4 separate regions of the Mus musculus genome follow, and regions 2, 3 and 4 are each linked to region 1. The links are chromatin contacts, called in public promoter capture Hi-C maps. All regions are on one chromosome and are shown on one strand. The core of a region is the stretch at or near the end of the contact, and the rest is flanking DNA. Distances in the headings are between cores, read along the strand shown. Region 1 holds the start of Trpm5 (transient receptor potential cation channel, subfamily M, member 5). Region 2 overlaps Kcnq1 (potassium voltage-gated channel, subfamily Q, member 1). Region 3 overlaps Kcnq1 (potassium voltage-gated channel, subfamily Q, member 1). Region 4 has its middle 20 kb from the start of Ascl2.

Region 1 (2,585 bases), core at 62-2,561:
GAATTCTGAAAGACAAAAAACAGATTCTTAATCCCAAGGCAGTGGAGACCTTGGAGGCTCTTACTAGCTGAGACGGTCACAGAAAGAGCCTGAAATAAATGTACTTCTCCGCCCCTAAGATAGGAAGAGCCCAGAGCACGACAGATCTGGCACCCAAATCCTGGGGTCCTGAACGTACTTGTCCCTAAACTCTCTGTGCCAGCTTACAGTGATATGTGGGTAAAACTAAGAAGGTCACTGCATGCATGAATTAGCATGGCACCCCTCATCCCCTTGGTGAAGAGACCTGACATTGCTGACAGAGCAGGACGTAGATACAACTATGAGGAGCTGGGTCCCCACCCCTACACCCCTCCCTCCTGCAGCCCCTGAGCTTGGGCTGAGTTTCCAAGGTGCTGCGGCTGATGTAATCTCCAAGTCTGAGGCTCACAGTTTGGATTGCCCTCCACCCAGACCCTCCCGAACAATGGGTAGCCCTTTCCCTTGCTCATGGCAGACTTGTCCTCATGATGCCATCCCTGATGGAGAACATGAGGTAGAAATGTGGCTAGAACATAGCTCCTGCTTGCCCTTCCTACCTTCTCAGCAGAGGACTGAGCGACTTTCTGGCCCCACTCCTATGCAAGCTGACCCTGGTGTGAGCTTACCTGCCCGTTCCTTCCAGATTCCTGGCATGTAGCTGCTGGTGCTGAGTGTTAGAGGCACTTACCTACTGCAGGCTGTGTTCCTCCCTCGATCCACCCACATGCCACACCCAGCACCTGGCAGCCAATGATGTCTTAGAAAGCTGGGCATGAGTGAACCTAGGGTACCACCCATCCACCAAGGGCTAGATTGGTGCCACTGGTCTGAGAGCACATCCAGGCTGGCCAAGAGCCCACTGTTACATGAAGAGGGGTTACATGAAACATGGGTCCTTTCCTCCCTGGGCTCTGCCTGGCACAGACGATGAGTACGGCCTGGGTGTCTGTACTCTAACATGAGATCAGAGGTCAGATGGGAATTCTGCTTCATTTCTCACCAAGCCTCAGTTTCTCTAGTTGAGGAAACAAGAACTGCCTTAAGGACACATGATCCATGAAAGGGTGTCTGACAAGTGGTCCCAATGATGATAGGCAAGCAGATGAACTGTCTCCTGAGGTCCCAGAAGGTCTGGAGATGTCTGCCCTGATCTGTGGTGTGCCACACTCCTGGAGAATCCTATGGTGTGAGTGAGCTGAGTACTAGCTACTTACCAGTCAGGCAGTCAGTGCCTTGGACTGCATGAGGACTGCCTCCAAATTGAGGCTCAGGGCTGTTGCTCGTGATGCTTCTCATGGCTGTGACACTGGCTTTTTTCCTGTTGATCTATCCAGCTCCTTCAACACGAAGTCCCGGTTTCTCTTCCTGTAGACCGAGATACTCATGCCAAGCTTCCAGGCGGTTGTGAATAACTGGGGAAGACCCTCATGACAGCTCTTGACAGTGTTTCTGTGAGCCCTTCCCCCAGAGACCACAGGATCTGGCTTTCATTACTTTGCCATGAACCCCAGGGGTAGGAGGATAGGGGTTGGGCAGCAGCCAAGGACCCAACATTAGCCACCAGAGGGCGCCAAGATCACAGGCAAAAACAGGACCTGGGTGGGGCAGGGAGAGGGGTCTCCCTCTGGCTTTGTCCTAAGCAAGAGGGCCACAGTTACATCACCATCTGAGCTAGCATGTCCCCTAGCATACCTGTCATGTTACCTTGACATAAGCCATGCCCATTTGATGCCCTTCTAAAATTACAAGCTGGGCTGGGGGCTCAGACCAGCTCTAGCCACTTGAGCCCTGAAGAGCAGGGACTATAAGCCTTGAGTGCTTGAGAGCTGTGGGGTACAGCTCTGGAGGAGGGTACATAGCGGGGGCCTAGGTGGAATGGCCGGATCTCAGTATAGAACAAGGCCAGAGTTCACTGGATTCTAGAAATCTAGCCTAAGTTCATGTCCACCAAGCAATCCAAAGCCTAGCCTTCCTATGTCTGAGGACTAGGTGGAGAATAGGAGTGCTTCCAGAACCCTTCCTTCATCTGCTGCTGCCCCTTTACCTCCATCTTTTGGACACTCGAAGGACTGCACCAAATATTCCCTAACCGTTCTAGGCCAATACCATATTATGGTTCTCCTTACCCACAACCTTTCATGGACCCCTGTGATCCTAATAATCAAACCCAGAAAGGCCCTGACACTTTTTCTTTTGCTCCCTTGGGGCACCACTCCTTGGAGCATCTCCTGCAGGCTTGTCACCACAGGCTCCCATGTCTTTCAAGGACCCCTTCACCCAGGCCCACACCCACACAGGGCACATCCCCTATAGCTCACTTCCCAGGCACCCCAGCAGCGTTGCTCAGTGCTGCTTTGTCATCTGAAATGACCTTTGCTTCCTCATTTGCCCATCAACAGCCACTTCCCCCATAGTTCTGCTGGACCCTGGGCAGCCCCAGCCAACCCCAAGTGCAGAATATGAAAGTATACAGAACATGTGCCCAAAGGCAGTTGTGTGCCTGAGCATGTGCATAGTCATGAGCCATATGAAGGCATAAGTGGGGTCTGGGGAGATAGCCATTT
Region 2 (2,585 bases), core at 23-2,522, 260 kb after region 1:
AAGTTTTTAGTGTATGCAGACACTCAGACCCAAGAGCCTTGACTGGGGAAACAGAATCACCCTCCTCTTTCAGCTCTGGGACAGTTGAAATGGGTGACCTTTGCATTGCAGCCACCTGCCCCTGAGACCCTGCAGAATGTTAGTGCCAAACAAGAATGTCTGCTATGGCTGGCCTGGGCGGGGGCCCAGCAAAGGGTGGCTCACATGGATGGCTAATATGGAAATAATTTGACAAAGACATAAAAACCATCCATTGAACACTCTACGTGATGAGACATCACTTAGACCTGCCAAGAGAGTCAAAGTTCACTGTCCTGTTTTTTGATAATGAACCGAGAGCTACCCTGAGAATGATGTGGGTATCATTGGGTGTAGCAGGGAGCTACAGCAAGGATTGCAGTGTGGGGTGGGGGGAATCACAGGAGCTGAGCTTTGTCTCTTGGAAGCATCCCCTGTGATCCACTGTCTGGGGGTTGGGCAGAAGGGGCAAGGATGGACTGTTGTGCACACAGAGAGGAAATGAGACCAACTTCAGGGCCCACTGGTTGCCTGCCTGGGTTCCTGGGATACCCGAGAAAGGGGTTCTGTCCACCCTCCAGAGCTTCCCTATCTCTCCAGCTGAGCTCTCTGCAGAGATCTGCAAGGCAGCCACTCCTGCTACAATGCTCTGTGCACACGTCAGCATGGTCACACTCTGTGCAGCCATCACCACTAGCTAACCGTGGAGCGTTTCATCACCCTCAAAAGCCACCTTCACCCATCAGCAGTCACCCCGTATCCTCCCTGCCTAAAGGACCACCGATCTCAAATTTCCACAATGTGCTATTCTGAGCATTTCATAGAGCTGGGGCTCTCCAGCCTGGGGTCAGTCGTGGCTGGCTTCTTTTACCTAGCACAATGCCCTGTAGGTTTATTTGTTTTGTGATATGTGTCAAAATGTCACCACTCTTAGTTTGTGTGGCTGAATGATACTCAGTTGCACGGACAAACCGTGCTTGTGTGTGTCTGCCTGCTGACAGATTTTTAGATCTACTCTGAATTGCACTGCTATGACCCTCACATCTGTGTTCTTATATGAATTTGTGTCTTCGTTTCTTAGAATACATATGTAGAGCTGTGGTTATGAGGGGTCACATTTTTAAGGAACCCCCTGCCCCAGCCTGCTTCCACCACAGCAGAGGAAGCACATTTGGTTCCTCAGTGTATAGCCATCACTTTAAAAATGTGACATCATCTCTGAGGTGGGGGAGTCACATGACTGGTATGCAAGGGCCTGTCTGGCTTTGCACCCACAGGAAACTCTGGTACTCAGACCTTGAAAAGGGAATGTGTGTCCCAGCACTGTCCACAGGCCTGAGACCTAGCACTAGCCCCACCCTTGTCAGGGGAACATAGATGTTCAAGCTAAGGAGAACTTTATGACAGCTCATGTAACTGTGTTAATGGCAGACAGCTACATAAGAGGCTTTCAGCAATGGAGTAATACCGAGGGCTGAGTAACCTTTGCTTAAGTTTATCTACTTGTTTGTTTGAGACAGAGTCTTAATCTCTGGCCTCACACTCACTACAACTCTTCTGCCTTGGCTTCCAGAGTGCTAGGATTATAGGTATGTGCAACCGTGCCCAACTCTTTTTTTTTTTGTTGTTGTTGTTGAATCACCTAACTTAAAAGATATATGATTTAAAATATATTTGTGTGTGTGTGTGTGTGTGTGTATGAAAACAGAAACCAAGGGATGGAAATACAAGATTCAGGCTGGTGGCTACCACAGCCAAAACTGGAGGTTCTCAAGACTACAATCTACAATCACAGTTGAGGAAGGACCCTTCCCAGTGAGATACTCATGGAATCCCACTTTTCACCCACTTTCAGGCCTTTGGAGAGTGGTGGAAAAAGGTCAGAGTCATATCTCCTCAAGCCAGGCCTGGAATGAAGGGTTTCAGGCAGCCTCCAGTTTGTCAGTCCAGCGTTACTGGAATTTTTCTCCGATGGCTCATGTTCCCAGGAGTCCATAAGGAAACCTTTACCTAGCCCAAGGCTATGCAGACACTCTATGGCCTTTCACACCCTGATCTCGGCAGCTTCCTGTTCAAGGCCTGACAGGCTAGCTTTGCAGCTGTGGTGAGGGAGGAATCAGTGTCTGTCTCTTCTTATGGTGTCTAAGCACATTTACTGAGAACATTGGTTCCCGATGGAAACAGCTTCGACGATAAAGCCAATGGTCACATATATGTTTATAACGCCTAAGGTCTTGCTCCACCCCATTGCCCTGCCAGCCTTAATGCACAGGCTTTACCAGTATTTTTCTTTATGCTGTGGATGTGTCAAAAGTTTGTTTGAATGGTTTGTTGAAGTGTTTATCGAAAGATGGCCTACTGAAAAGGAGTTGAAGATGCCTGATATCCCTTGGCTTAGTGTTGACAAGGGATTTTAAGGCTCAGGGAAATTGCAATGCTAGAGTGGATACGTTGTATAAAACCTAATCCTCCACAATGGGAAGGCTCAGAAGATATGCCCTTCACAAATCCTATAAGACGCAAACTGGTGAGAAGGCAGCAGCACATTTGAAGAATTTTGTTCTTGC
Region 3 (2,585 bases), core at 45-2,544, 220 kb after region 1:
CCAGGACAGCCAGGGCCATACAGAGAAACCCTGTCCTGAAAAACCAAAAAACAAAACCAAAAAACTATCTCGCCCCATGCCTCAGCCAGGCCTCTCTAGCTGACCTGCTCAGTGAAGGATGAGGACCAAGGGGCGGTCACTCTCCACCCATGTGATACAGCTCAGATACCTGAGATAAAACAAGGTTTCCTTGACAACCTCAAGGCTATAGCTTCAGGATTCATCCCTGTGCCCCACAAAAGCACATTTCAGCCACACCACTGAGCACCCTGCCTCTGACCTCTCCTACATTAATTGTTCCCACAGTTACAGGGGCATCCCTGTCCCCAGAGCACTGACCAGGCCACAGAGACTAGAGTCTAGTCCCAGGCCACCTCATCTATCTTAGGACCCAGGACTACATTAGTAGTCATTTGTATTATACTTTTGTATAGCTATTTATGTTGTGTAAGTTTGCTTTTTACTTTTGACCATGACTATCTCCTAAATAATGTGACCCACTCTGTGCCAGACTCAGTGGCTCTGACACTAGGAAAAGAAATTAGGAACGAGGCACAAAGCTCAAGGGCTAAGCAAAAACATGGTGGAGGTAGATTGGGGACACATGGCAGAAAGATTGCTATAAGGCTGTGGCTCTCCTGATCTGCATACTGAGTTTCAGGCTAACAAGGCCTACAAATCAAGACTCTATTTCACAAGCACTTAAAATAAGAAATTCTAAAGAGCCTCAGTCTCTTCGTCCCAGGTCCATCTAACAAACCTGGGAGGCAGCTTCAGGTGGAATCTGTGGCTAGTTTGCAGAGCCACATCAGGGAAGCTGACCTCTGGTCAGACACTGAGGTCTCCTGGCTCTTCAGGACAGAATGTGTCCCTCCCCCATCACCGGTCCAGTTTGTGCCCCAGGGCTCAGCTTCAGGTATCTAGGGCTCTTGAGTAATGGCTAGGCAGACAAACAACTTCAGTACTGCAGGCTGGTGAAATTCTACAGCCTGTCTCCCAGTGTGCCTTATCTCAAAGGCTCCCTAGTCGCCCAGCCCTGCAGCTCCAGGATTCCAAACTCCTGGTTGGGGTAGGGGAACACTGGAAGGTCCCCTGTGGAAGGGGACCTCTGGAAGCCAGTTCCCTCTGCTGAGTGGTGTGGAACTTGGTGGCTCACACCGGGCCATGGGTCCTGGTATTTCTAGTGTAGAACAACCACTATTTCCGTGTTTTGAGGGAGCCACGAGCAGTCTGGAGCAAGCACTACGTGCGTCCTGCATATTGGGCAACCGAGGGCGTGGCCCCTGGCTATGGGCCAGACACACAGTCCAAGCTCAACAAATCCCCACTGAGCAAGTCCAGGAATCCTGATGTCAGGTGTGGAACTATTTGGCGGGCCCCTGATTAGCTGGCCAACTACCAAGTGACAAACTGAAGATTTACACCAAATATGAAGCCTCCCCAGCTGTCCTTCCTTCTCTCTCTGCTTGTTCAGTGTGGCAAGGGTGGGGCTTTAAGGACCCTGGTTACTGTTATAAAGAATCTTGTGTTCCCTTTTCACTCCCAGCAGAAAGGTTACATGGGTTTCTACAAGGCATTGTAGATTATGACCAGCAGTGACTAGTGTTGATTAGGGGATGGGAAATAAGATGGCCCCACAGTGATTACATGGATAGACATCTCCCCATGTGTTTAATCGCAGCCCACCCTGCATTTGCTGTACATGCAGTCTCTCTTCAAATCTTTGTCCAGCTATGGGAAGCCACAAAGCAAAGAAAACACAGTGACTTGCAGGTAGCCAGACAGAATTCTCCATCCCTGCCTCCAAGCCTTTTTCTATCAAGACAACTAAGTGACTCTTTTCACACCAGGGCCAGCATTAGGACAGGTAAGAGAGGACAGACCCAGGAAGTCATTGCTTCCCCCAGGACTATTATTTCCTAGCCTGGCCCTGCTTTCAGGAACATTTTTAAGCCTGTATTGTTGGCTCTCTAACTTTGTTTAAACACACAATCTTGTAAGAGTAGAAGAGAAGAGGCATGGGCAGCCAGGAGTACAATGAACAGCTGTGGGAACAAAGGAGAGCCAGGAAATGGAGGCAGAAAGTAAAAAAGCCACCCTCCAGGGGCTGAGACCTGTGAACCTATCTGGATCTCAGGGAAAAACACCCTTAAATGCTCACTTTGTCCCAAGTCCCCAGGGTCTGCTCCCTTAAAAAACAGAGCTCAGCACCCTCTGTGTGTGTGTGTGTGTGTACACCACAGCATGTGTGTGGAGGTCAGAGGACAACTTGTAGTTGATTCTTTCTTTCTACCATGTGGGCTCTGGAAATCAGGCTCGGGTCATCAGGTTGGTTGGTTAAGTACCTTTCCCGTCTGAGCACTCTCACCAGCCCTGACATCCCAGCTCTTTAAGGATCATGGAAAAAGAACTCAACTTGGCTGTGTTGTCTTGATTCTGAGGCTGAGAAGGGCTCATCTGCTGAGAAAGTAAGTCAAGTTTTATTCTGATGACAGGGCATCGCCTCGAGGTCCCATGGTTCAAGGTCTGTGGGACTGCTCCCTCCAGGAGTTGAGCACTAGGCTGACATGGAACATGCCCCATCC
Region 4 (2,585 bases), core at 45-2,544, 140 kb before region 1:
AGGTTCCCTTGCTGTGATAAAACACTGGCTCAAAGCAACTTGGAGAGGAAAGGGTTTATTTCATCTTACAGTTTATCGGGAAGGGAAGTCACAGCAGTAACTCAAGGCAGCCAGCCACTGAAACAGAGGCCATGGAAGAACACTGCTTACTGGCTTGTTCTGTCTTGATCAGCCAGCTTTCTTACACACCCCAGGACCGCTTGTCCAGGTGTGGTACCACCCACAGTGAGCTAAATCTTTAATCAAGAAAATGCACCACCGACTTGCCTACCAGAAAAAAAAAATGGTGTCATTTTCTCAGTTGAGGTTCCTTCTTCCCTGATGACTCTAGCTTGTGTCAAGTTGACAGAAACCTAAGCAGCTTAGGTTTGCTTCAATTTGGAGTGCATTGATACATGCCACCACCCACTGAGAGTGTCCATGCATATCTTTGGATACTTACAAAGGGGATTAGTGGGTATCTTGGGATCCCCCATACTGTGTGTCAGGTTACAGATCCTTTAAAGACTCTCTGTCTGTCTGTCTGTCTGTCTGTCTGTCTGTCTCTCTCTCTCTCTCTCTCTCTGACAGAAGTCAGGCCACACTGCAGCTCTCTGGACATAGTTGATCAGCTGCCTGTCTCTTGTGGTCTTGCCCTGCAACTCAATGTCCAGGACCCCTTGGTATCCAGACCCAAGACAACCTTGAATTATAGCTACTTTAAAAATATTCGTATTAATTCTTTGAGAGTTCATACAATGCATTTTGATCATAATTATCCCCCCCAAGTCTTCCCCCTAATTCCTTAGATCCACCCATCTTCCCAACCCACACCCATCAACTTCCTGTCTAATTTTTCTTTTTAAGACAAGGTCTTTCTATGTAACCATGACTGTTCAGGAACTTTCTATGTAGACCAGACTGGTCTCCAACTCACAGAGATCTGCCTGCCTCTACCTTCCAAGTATTGGGATTAAAGGCATGTGTCACCATGATGTTTGGCTGGGTTTTTTGTTTTTTTTTTTTTTTAAATAACCCTTTGACTCCAGATAGATATTTAGATAGATAGATAGCTGACTCTCCTTCTCCCAGGAGACATCAAGTGTCCATAGCTCTTCAATTAAATATCCCCCCCCCCAACAAAAAAGGGGTTACAGAGTTGGCCCCAAGCTAATGACACTACTGAGAGGTGATTGGCTCATTAGTTGACTAAATCCAAGGGTGAATCTACTGATGAACTCACAATTAGCTGGGCTCTTAGGAGGAGGGGCCTGGATGGGGAAGTAGGTCACTGGGAAGTGTGACTTTAAAGGGTATACTTAGCCTCAGCACTGTCCTCACTCTGCTTCCTGCTTCCCCACCACCTTGACTAGAGCAGGTCTGCTCTGCCACACCCTTCTGTCACGAGGCTGTCTTCCCCCCACCCCCACCCCCCACCCCCACAACTGGCCAAGAAACAATGCAGCCAGTCCCCACCCCACCAGGAGACTAAAACCACCAGCCAAACTAAATCCTTTCTCAGTTGTTTTTCTCAAGTATTTTGTCGAAGCAAAATCACAGAAAGGTGACTAACACACTGCCCAGGGCGCAAACTCAGCCAGTTAGTTTATTTGCTCCTGGGGGGAAAGCTGCTTGCTACTGCAGAGAGAAGGCTCTCCCTGAGGGGGAGAAAGAAAACCATCCAGCTTAGGGTGCCATCGAAGAACAGCCCATCCGGGGAATTCTAGAAGCCCACAAACCTGTGGTGAGGAGTGAGCTGTGCACCCCGGAACCACAGCAGGAGGGGGAGGAGGAACTCTGAGGAGGCTGGGTCCACAGGACATGGAAATACAGGGATAGCCATAAAAACAGACCGGCGCCCCACCCCCATCCTCCTGCACTGACAGAGCTTTGATATTTAACTCTAACGCATATTTAATTGAGATCTCAGAATAGAAGCCTAGAAGAAGAGTGCAGACAAACATCTGCCACTCCAGTTCCAGGGGATTTAATACCATCTATTGGATTCTGCAATCACCTACACACAGGTGGCACACACACACACACACATACACACACACACGCACAGAGAGAGAGAGAGAGAGAGAGAGAGAGAGAGAGAGAGAGAAGAGGAAGAGGAAGAGGAAGAAGAAGAAGAAGAAGAAGAAGAAGAAGAAGAAGAAGAAGAAGAAGAAGAAGAAGAAGAAGAAGAAGAAGAACCAATCTTTAAAAATATTCCTACCATGATACATAAAACAGTGTGATATTATTATCTGGTAGCCATTGATTAAATAACTAAGTTTGTGTTTGCACATGTGTATGTGTGATATTGCATAATATGTTATGATATAAAATAAAATCCAAGGCAAATTTTTTATCAAGGGGGTATAAATAAACCAGAGTTAGGGATGTAGTTCTGTACTAGAGTACTTGCCCACTATGCACAAGATCCTAGGTTCAAAATCTCAAAACAAAACAAAATAGAAAGATTGACTTTAATAAGCCAAAAATGGGAACAAAATGGTACAATAAAAAAAAAATCCATGGGGTCAAGAAGATATCTCAGTGGTCAAGAACACTTACTGCTCTTGCAGAGGACCTGGGTTCAATTCCCAGCACCCACATGG

What was found. Promoter capture Hi-C pulls out the DNA fragments that hold promoters and counts their contacts.
Region 2: a promoter capture Hi-C map of liver shows a contact between it and region 1, with 2.7 times the contacts expected there. The contact joins the enhancer-like site here to the promoter of Trpm5 in region 1. A contact is called at or near these places in 5 of 39 promoter capture datasets (the 3T3-L1 cell line, HPC-7-derived erythroid cells, embryonic stem cells and 2 more), 1 of 484 Hi-C or Micro-C datasets (the N1E-115 cell line) and 3 of 9 other capture datasets (adipose tissue, embryonic stem cells and pancreatic islet).
Region 3: a promoter capture Hi-C map of liver shows a contact between it and region 1, with 2.4 times the contacts expected there. The contact joins the enhancer-like site here to the promoter of Trpm5 in region 1. A contact is called at or near these places in 4 of 39 promoter capture datasets (the 3T3-L1 cell line, embryonic stem cells, liver and 1 more), 1 of 484 Hi-C or Micro-C datasets (cardiomyocytes) and 1 of 9 other capture datasets (adipose tissue).
Region 4: a contact with region 1 is called in a promoter capture Hi-C map of embryonic stem cells, with 3 times the contacts expected there. The contact joins the enhancer-like site here to the promoter of Trpm5 in region 1. A contact is called at or near these places in 16 of 39 promoter capture datasets (the 3T3-L1 cell line, 3T3-L1-derived adipocytes, the C10 cell line and 8 more), 1 of 15 datasets of contacts at CTCF or cohesin (large pre-B cells), 1 of 484 Hi-C or Micro-C datasets (bone marrow-derived macrophages), 1 of 115 datasets of contacts at active chromatin or transcription factors (double positive thymocytes) and 4 of 9 other capture datasets (adipose tissue, liver, macrophages and 1 more).

The regions. Positions count from the first base shown.
Region 1 is chr7:143,093,331-143,095,915 of GRCm38.p6, forward strand. It overlaps Trpm5 (transient receptor potential cation channel, subfamily M, member 5), which reads right to left and starts at 1,312. Exons shown (of 25, transcript NM_020277.2): 1 at 1,236-1,312.
Region 2 is chr7:143,348,774-143,351,358 of GRCm38.p6, forward strand. All of the region lies in intron 11 of Kcnq1 (potassium voltage-gated channel, subfamily Q, member 1), which reads left to right. Among named protein-coding and RNA genes, the nearest start is that of 4933417O13Rik, 19 kb to the left of the region's middle. Within about 2 kb of position 1,273, at least 14 of the 459 cell types and tissues checked have an H3K27ac peak or open chromatin away from gene starts, as enhancers often do.
Region 3 is chr7:143,312,842-143,315,426 of GRCm38.p6, forward strand. The region is part of intron 11 of Kcnq1 (potassium voltage-gated channel, subfamily Q, member 1); the gene reads left to right. Among named protein-coding and RNA genes, the nearest start is that of 4933417O13Rik, 17 kb to the right of the region's middle. Within about 2 kb of position 1,295, at least 37 of the 459 cell types and tissues checked have an H3K27ac peak or open chromatin away from gene starts, as enhancers often do. A contact at or near this core is called in liver, where this site is marked.
Region 4 is chr7:142,948,452-142,951,036 of GRCm38.p6, forward strand. No RefSeq gene overlaps it. Among named protein-coding and RNA genes, the nearest start is that of Ascl2, 20 kb to the right of the region's middle. Within about 2 kb of position 1,295, at least 14 of the 459 cell types and tissues checked have an H3K27ac peak or open chromatin away from gene starts, as enhancers often do. A contact at or near this core is called in embryonic stem cells and trophoblast stem cells, where this site is marked.